Regions from separate parts of the Mus musculus genome. Here region 1 is linked to region 2. Evidence: chromatin contacts called from public Hi-C data. All regions are on one chromosome and are shown on one strand. The core of a region is the stretch at or near the end of the contact, and the rest is flanking DNA. Distances in the headings are between cores, read along the strand shown.

Evidence for each region. A called contact is a pair of places that touch in the nucleus more often than the background predicts.
Region 1: a Hi-C map of muscle stem cells shows a contact between it and region 2, with 2.8 times the contacts expected there. A contact is called at or near these places in 2 of 39 promoter capture datasets (embryonic stem cells and liver), 109 of 484 Hi-C or Micro-C datasets (B cells, the C10 cell line, CD8 T cells and 66 more), 18 of 130 datasets of targeted methods (CD8 T cells, bone marrow-derived dendritic cells, embryonic hindbrain and 6 more) and 1 of 9 other capture datasets (embryonic stem cells).

What each region holds. Positions count from the first base shown.
Region 1 is chr19:23,505,475-23,509,796 of GRCm38.p6, forward strand. The region is part of intron 1 of Gm34012 (a long non-coding RNA gene); the gene reads left to right. Among named protein-coding and RNA genes, the nearest start is that of Gm34012, 11 kb to the left of the region's middle.
Region 2 is chr19:23,372,904-23,377,050 of GRCm38.p6, forward strand. It overlaps Mamdc2 (MAM domain containing 2), which reads right to left. Exons shown (of 14, transcript NM_174857.3): 5 at 1,015-1,152. Among named protein-coding and RNA genes, the nearest start is that of Mamdc2, 73 kb to the right of the region's middle.

The sequences.
Region 1 (4,322 bases), core at 952-3,451, 130 kb after region 2:
TTTTGCTCTATCCCATAAGTCACAATGTTATTTATGGAATTTGCTGATGGTTTTAAAGTTATGGTAAAACATGTGTTATGAATTTTGCCGCCATAATCATTTGTGAGCATGCAGTTCATAGTGTGGAGTACATTCATGTTGTTGTGCAGCTAATCTTGAGAACCCTTTCCTGTCCATGTCAATACTAAAGCTTTATACTCATTGGTCAACATCCCACTTTCCCAGTGTTCCTTGCCCACTAACCACCATTGTGGTCTCTGTCTCCATGGATTTGTGTGCTCCAGATATGTCATCTAAAGACTCTCAGATAGTGTTTGTATCTTTGCGACTGGCTTATCTTACTTAGCATAATGTCCTCAAAGTTCATAGATAGGTGAGTTGTCTGTGGACTATTCTGGAGGTAAGATTACTTCCTATCTATGTGTTCAGTTGACCACCATACCCTCCCAGAATGTCATGAACAGCGATCCCCAGTATGGTCCGAACTAGCAAATAAAAGTTTAGTTGAATTCCTCCTGACAAAATCTGCATTGATTTTTTTTTAATCCATTATTTCTTTTTGGCTTGTTTTTGTCTATTTTCTGTCTGTCTGTCTGTCTGTTATTGTTTTTCCTCTCCAGATTGGCCTGGAACTCATTATGCAAACCAGGTTGGTCTGGAACTCATTATGTAAACCAGGTTGGTCTGGAACTCACAGAGTTTGCCTCCTGAGTATCATTTTTTAAAAATGTATATGGAATTTAAAAAATATCTTTTAGAGGTGGAACTACATCTCAGAAAATAACTTTAGGGAAAGTCTATGTTAGGGCTAGAACTCCAGAATACAGGGTCTACTTAGTCTTTGGTTCATCTTTTAAGAGAGAGGAGGTTTATACCAGGAGAACATCTTGTTCTCAGGCCTCTTACTTGCTCTCCTCTACTAATATCCAAAATGGGGCTGTTCCTTTTTAAGGCTGTATAATATTTCGTCAAATATGCAATCCACATTTTGTTGCCGTCAGCCAGCACCTGGAATGTTCATTTCCTTTGGTTGTAAACAGTGTGTGAACTTGGGTGAATAGATATCTAATCAATACCTTATTTTTCAATTCTTTTGAGTTTAATTGGTGACTTTTCTTTAGCACATTAAAATTTTAGCATTTTCCTACATATTAGAAGGATGATGACTAATAACCTAACTTTTCTCCTTGTGAGGGATTCAAAACCATAAAACTGGCAACAGCTTAAAAAAATATATTGTACTAATTAGCAGCTTCTGACGATTTGAGACAGAAATCGACTTGCACTATTCTGGGCTGGAAACACTGTATTGGAAATGTCTGAGATTCCCTTTGGTACCTAGTGAAGACTCTACCCGACAGGTAGAAAGACTGCGGGTGCCTTCAGGGATTGCCTTCTGCGATTCTCTCTCCCTCTCCTTTCTGTGTGCAGCTCCATTCCCCGCTCACAGTTACCACGCAGGAGAAAAACTATCATCCAGTTTTCCTCACCATCATATCTAGCTCCAGTCCCCATGAGGAGACTAGCCTAAATCTTTCAGTCCCGAACCCAAAATCTCAGGGAATAGATTGACAGAGCCGATCCTGTTACACTGCAGTCCACCCATGAACTGCAGTTGGGAATGTGTACGATGGTATATAAAATGTCTGCTCGCTCCACAATGATGTTGATATGGGGGTGGGAGGGTGAAACCTCCAGAACAACTATGATGCTTCTGCCACCTCAGAGGGATTGAAGAGTGAAGGGCAGCAGGATACGAAAGCGCCTGCCTGGACCCGCAGTAAACACCAAGCTCATTATCTACAGTCGAAAACAAACGGAGGAGGGGTCACCCCCAAAGGCTCCACCTGTGCTGGCCAATCTCCTGGAGTAGGAGGCGGAGGTTGTGGGAAACTCTAGAGTATAAACCTGCATTAATCAGCAGCCCGAACCCACACATAATGAGGCAAAGAAAAGGCCTGCTGGCTCCGAGATCTTTTGCACAGTCTTTTGTTTCACGGGGCAAGTCCCGGAAGAGTTACATGGAAAGGAACTGAGAAAAGAGTGCTCCCACAAACAGTGAGCAAGTCCAGAGGCCACAATTAATAGGAAGCGATAATGACACTCAAAGATCCTGGGCTGCAACACTTCCAGGAGAGGAAGCCCAGGGATAATTCTGAGGCATCTTATTTGGCAATGAGGTGGGGGCGGGGGAGGCAGTTGGCCACAGGAAGCACGGAGAAGTGTATTAAACCCCTGCTGAGAACAGAAGCTAAGCCCTACAGCATTTGCTGTCCGCTTCCAGGAAAAAAACCGTTTCTTCTGCTTGTTCATCGATTCTGAATGTTAAGTAAGTCTTTCCCGCAGTGGTTCCAGGTGCCAGGCCACTGAATCTCAGACAGCAAATGAAAAATGAGGCCTGCAAAAATGGAATCCTAACCCGACTGCTGTGAATATCACCAGCAGAAGCAGAAGCAGAGCACATCTGCAAACTGCTGGCTGGAGGACCATGGATCGCTGCCCTCCACACAAGCTTTTCATGGCCACGCTAGGGTATCCTCAGGTTTAGGAGCGAAGAAGGAGTGGATGGGAGAAAGAGAGATGAAAGAAACTGGCTTGTGAATTAAAATCTCTTTTTAGTAAAACACCGTTTCTCCAGCGCAAACTACTGACTTATACAAATTCCCGCACCTGATAGCCACAACTCTTTCGTGGCAAATAGGTTTATCAGTTATTATATGTGAGCATGTTCAGTCTCCACAGTGAGATTATGAACTCTCAGAAGGCAAAGGCAGAGGCCTACCTCCTTTGTTTAAGAGGAACCGATGTTCATTCCTTGTCTCCAGCATACATGGATGCACGGGATATTGCAGTATTGTACAGGTGCCTCCCAAGTATCCTACTGGATGATGAGCACCCACCGCTGAGAAACTAAGGCGCTGCAGAGCAGTGATTGGTCCAGATTCACACCGCGATTGAGCTGAGATCCAACACATGGCTATTGGAATAAAAAGCCTGGGCACCGTTCCTCCTCACCACACTATCTAATTGGCAGACACTGCTGTCCTCCAGCAAGCATCCTGATAGCAGTAAGAATTGCAACTATATTCAACACTTCCTCTAACCCATGTATTATGATAGATGCCTTGCATATATTGCTTCAGTTAGTTCTTATCATGGAAAAAGGAGTTCTATAGTATCCATATTCTCTAGCAGATGAACAAGCTAAGGCACATGGTTATTTAAATAGCCCTACACCTTATGACTTCTACAGTAGCGGTGACATCAAGAGCTGACCTAATCTGTCAGAGTATATATGTGCTTTTAATTATCATTGCATATTAATTTCAAGATATAAACACACACACACATACACACACACACATCAGGTTGTATATTTTGGTATCTACTCTATGCCAGAGTCTGAATTCACCCTAATTTAGCCCTTGTTAGAACCCTCAGAGCAAAACAGATATTCAGTAAATTGTGGAATGAATGAACACTGAGTTTCCATTAGGATCACTCATAGGGAAAGCTCAGAGACACCCTTGTATCTGCATTGCTAGCACCTTGGGTTCCAAACTGCAGAGGAGCAGGAGAGCTGTATGAATGCTAACCCTGTATGAGTGCTAGAAGCGTGGGGGCAGTTCAGACATGGAAGATGTTTTAGTTTGAAGATCAGTGTTTTCTGAGGTCCATGGTGACCCACGCGTGCCACAAGGCAGGTCTTCATTGGTTTGGCAGCATGCGGAATGAACTATGCCAGAAAAAGCAACCTTACAAGGAAAACAAACAAGGAGCCTTGAGCTAGGCTCAATTTTTACTGTTGCTCTATATTCATAACTCCATGCACATATACAATATATTTTGATCATATGCTCCACCACCATTATCCTGTCATCACCGTCTCTCCCCCATCCATAATGGAACATTGGTAGGAGTGGCCTTGTGCAGGTCTTATGCCTGTAACTACCACTGATGTGAGGATGTGTGTGAAATAGCTACGCCATGTTCTGGAGATACTGTTTCACAATATGCTAGAGTCTGAATTCCCCCATCTCTGGCTCTTATATGCTTCCTGCTTTCTCTTCTATGATGTTCTCTGAGCTTGAGGGAGTGACGTAGATGTCTGTTTAGAGCTAAGCACCTGCCTATCACTTACTCTCAGCACATTGACCAGTTAGGAGTCATTGCATTAACCATTGCCCGCTGCAAACAGAAGCTTTTCTGATAAAGGCTCAGCGCAGTGCTAATCTGTGGGTAAAAACTTAAGTAGTTAGAAGGTGGTTTGAGGCTACATCCTCAGTTGGGAAGCAGTAGTGCTGGCTTCCCCCCTAAGGGGT
Region 2 (4,147 bases), core at 953-3,452:
TCTATTTTGCCACACTCACTTAGTCCGAAGGCCACCTGCTTAATCTATCTGGCCCTTGTGGAAAACTGAGTCTGAGATTCTGGGTACAAGGAGGAGGGGGAGTATTAACAAAGAGAGTGGTGTTGTCAAGATGTAGACTCCAGAGCCCAAGTGACCTGTAGAATGGATACACTGGACATAAAGTTGGAGACATGTTTTTAAACATTTAGATAATGAGAAACTGCAGTCAGTAAAGGACAGAGAGTAAGAAACCACAAACAGTTGCCTTGTGTCCAGCTAAGGGTCCACGCAGTCATGAGTAAATAATCAAAACTGAATGGACTCTTCACTATCTGTGAGGATGTATCAGGAGTGAAAATGCAAAGGATCCAATGTCCTTACGTTCGCTTTCGAGGAAAGCCAGGATCTTCGCAATACTTAGGAAAGACCACAGACTGGGGGACTGCTCTGTCTTGGAGATGAGGAGACATAGTGATTTACAAAACTACCAAGGCCAGATGTGACCAGTGAGACACCGGAGGAAGGACACCCTTGCTCTGGTCTACCTTCGGACTTTCTCCTGCCCTCGCTGTGAGAGCCTCTGCATTTTCCTTGCAGAGTGCTTGCGTACTTGGCCACCAGGGGGCCCTATTGCACCCTTCAGAAGGAATAATCATTAGCATTGGTGGTCTCATGGGAAATTCTTAAGGGCTGGTCACCCTGCGATCTATTTTTAATAAAGACAGCCTTGTCTTTAGAAATGAGAACAGCCAAATAGATAAGAAGTAAAACATTTCATGGGAATGTAAAAACAGCCAAGGTTATAGATGAGCCGAAGACTCACTCTGTGGCTTCCTTAGCTACATACAAGCTTATGTCTGCAGTTTTCTGTCTCATAGATTGTCCCTCTCTCCTGCCTCTTCCACCTGGTCTTCCATTGTGTCCCCACCCCTTATTCTGTCGACCAAAGCCAGGCAGTGGGAGTTGAAGGCAACGTTCACCCTGGAAAGAAGACTGCATTTGTGGTCGGCTCACCGTGCTCACTCCTGAAGGTGTGATCCTGTGGGAGGATGGAGTGGGTGTTCTTCGCAGTTCCTCCTCCCACGAACCAGTTCACATTGGGATTCCAGCGGTTCACAAAGCCACAGAGATGGTTTTCTTCAAAGTCACATTCTGGAGGAAGAGACGTAAACAGACATTTCATGGAGCTGCAGTTACACCGGGGGGGGGGGGGGACACCCATACTGACTGCATACTCTGACCTTAGTCATTCTAAGGGCTCTTTTTCTCAACCATCGACCAGAAATTCAGAACAATATCGGGCAAGGAGAGAGATCCAGTAATGAGTCGATGTTCTGATTCATCATTGCCTCTCTGAGCCCTTTCTCCTATTAGCCATGTGGCTTGTTGTTCTCCTATTAGCCATGTACAGCTCTCAGTATGTCCATGCTTGATATTAGCTGATGAGTTTTTGTCAGCCTACTAAATTAATCAATTGGTCAAAGTTTTGGTCCCGGGGCTACATCCAAGGTCTTGTATGTGTTCATCATGCACTTTACCAGTGACCTGTGTTCACAGCTCTAATGTGTCTATTTTACTGTACTATTTTAGAGTTATTCCTCAGCTCTAGACATTTTCTCCACCACCCTTTCTGTTCCCTGATGGCCCAGCCCTCCATCTCTCTGTGGCGAACAAGACTTCCAGAACTCAGAGGCACGTTTCCAAGATGCTGAAACCCCCCCCCCCCACTTGTCTGATGAGTAAGAGTCGAGTGAGAGTATGTGGGAGAGGAGCACACTGGGACCAGGGCCTTTCTGCAACTCCTGCCTAGAGATGAGGAAGACTGAAGTAAAATCTCTGTGCTTGGGAATGGTGTCGTGTTGCTTCTGTACATTGCTTCTCATCAACAAACTCTTTTAGCAGGGAATTTATAAACATAACTCAGCCGCTGACCCCATAATCCTGCAATTATCAAACAAAGGATGATTCCCGTCCTATTCTTCTCTACTGCTCCATCCCCCTTGTTGGGTTCCACCAAGGGAGGGGAAAGAGGTTGATATCAGGCTTAGAACCCATCTCCATCACTGCCAGACTACCATGGTGAGCTATGGCCCTTTATAGAAGGAACAGCCTAACCAGAAGTCTTGACCATACAACCACCCTTTCCACTTGCTAGTAATTCCTCTTCCTGTCCTGGCTAGGAAGCGAAGGGTCAAATATGGCCTTGACCATCCTTGGCTAGCCAGATGGCAGGTTATGAGTCATAGCTGGCTCTAATTCTGGTCACTGTGCCAGCACCTGTTGGCATTTTTACTTTGCAAGGCTTTGTGGTCTGGTTGATGTCAATGGGCTTTCTTCAAATTACAGAGGCGGATCCCCACCTCCACTCCCACACCCCACAGAGCCACCCCGTTCCCACCAGAATCCTAGCTGGGACAGTTGTCAGCGTGCACTGACAAATTTTAAAATTTCTTTTTTTTTTTTCAAATTACCACGGCAGTATCTGCCAACTGATGCTCAACATGTAGTGCCAAGGGCTGTCATGGAGTGGAATAAAAAGCAAAATCCTCCTTAGTGTGCCAGGCAGCAGCCTAAGCTTCTTCTATGAACTCACTTAATCCCCAGCATCGCTCCAGATAGACAGTGTTATGAATCCAATTGCACTGAAGGGGAACCAAGAGAAGAGGAGAACACAGAGCTAGGAAGGGTGACAGTGTGGCATCCTTTTTGTTGTAACCAAACCAGAAGCCACCGTATCATCTGGGGGCAAGAACTGAACGTTACTTCAGTGCCAGTACTTTGTCAACCACCCTTAACTCTACTTCTCAGCCATCACGGGAACCAGCTTCTGTCTTTCTTTCTTTCTTTCTTTCTTTCTTTCTTTCTCTCTCTCTCTCTCTCTCTCTCTCTCTCTCTCTCTCTCTCTCTCTCCCTCCCTCCCTCCCTCCCTCCCTCCCTCCCTCCCTCCCTCCCTCTCTCTCTCTCTCTCTCTTTCTTTCTTTCTTTCTTTCTTTCTTTTTTTACTGGCGATGAGGACAAGTGTGTGTGTGTGTGTGTGTGTGTGTGTGTATACATGCACGTGCCCACGTGCACATGCAGTCAGGGACTGATCCAGCGGAGCTCCCCAAATGTGTCTGACTGCTTCTGTGTGTGGAATGGCAGCACCCAGACTACTCAAAGGAGGAGACTGAATGGAAGTTCTCTGCATCTACATAAAGTACTTTTTTTTTTTTTTAGTCTCTTTTTCTTCGTTGCATTAGAGGTATCAGTGAAAGACCAAACATAGAAGCCAGAGCACAGGGCATTCATGTAGGCTCCTTGTTCAGGAGCAGCATTAACCCTTCACTGACTTCAGCTGAGTCTCCAGTCTAAATATTGTCAATGCTGAGGTGTCTCTCAGATCTACTGATTTTTTTTTTTCTTTTCTACTCTCTGATCCCAACCCCCCAGTTTAAGGTCCTCATTCTATAATCCCTACAAATCCGTGTTTCTTCTGGGATTTTCCTAGGTCCTATGTATCTGTATTTCCTTGTTTCCAGTTCATGGACACCACTGCCATCATCTTGAAGCCACAGCTGCATGCCTGTCCCCTGCAGGCTAACTCTAGCACCTCCCTACCTCATAATTCCAGAAAGCCAGGCTCCCTGCCCTGAGTCCTGTTTCTATAGGAAGCCCCCTGAGGGTTCTGACAACTCAGCTCTGGGGTCTGCACCTGTCTGCTCAGATCTCGCAGCCTCAGCCCCCCAAAGAACCCGTTCCTCCCATGTGCACCTTCGCAGACACCAGCCTCTCATCATGTAAAGTGTAATGGCCGGTGTCTAAGGAGGAATAGTCAGGCACCCGTGGACCAGGGACTATCCTCTCTTCCTGCCTTCTCAAAACTGTCACGTAGACAATTGATCCTGCCTACACCAGCTAGGATCTAAGTGACAATAGAGATCATTAAGATAGCAGCAGCAGCAGCAGCAGCAGCAGCAGCAGCAGCAGTTTAACAAGAAAGTAGATGACAGGATAGATTGTCTGCTCTTCTGGCAAAGGGCACACACACACACACACACACACACACACACACACACACACAGAGTTCACAGCAAACCAGCAATTATTTTTATCAGAGCTGGGTGGGGTTAGAGAGCATCGCCCGAGGGAGAAGTTGGTTTTGCTTGTT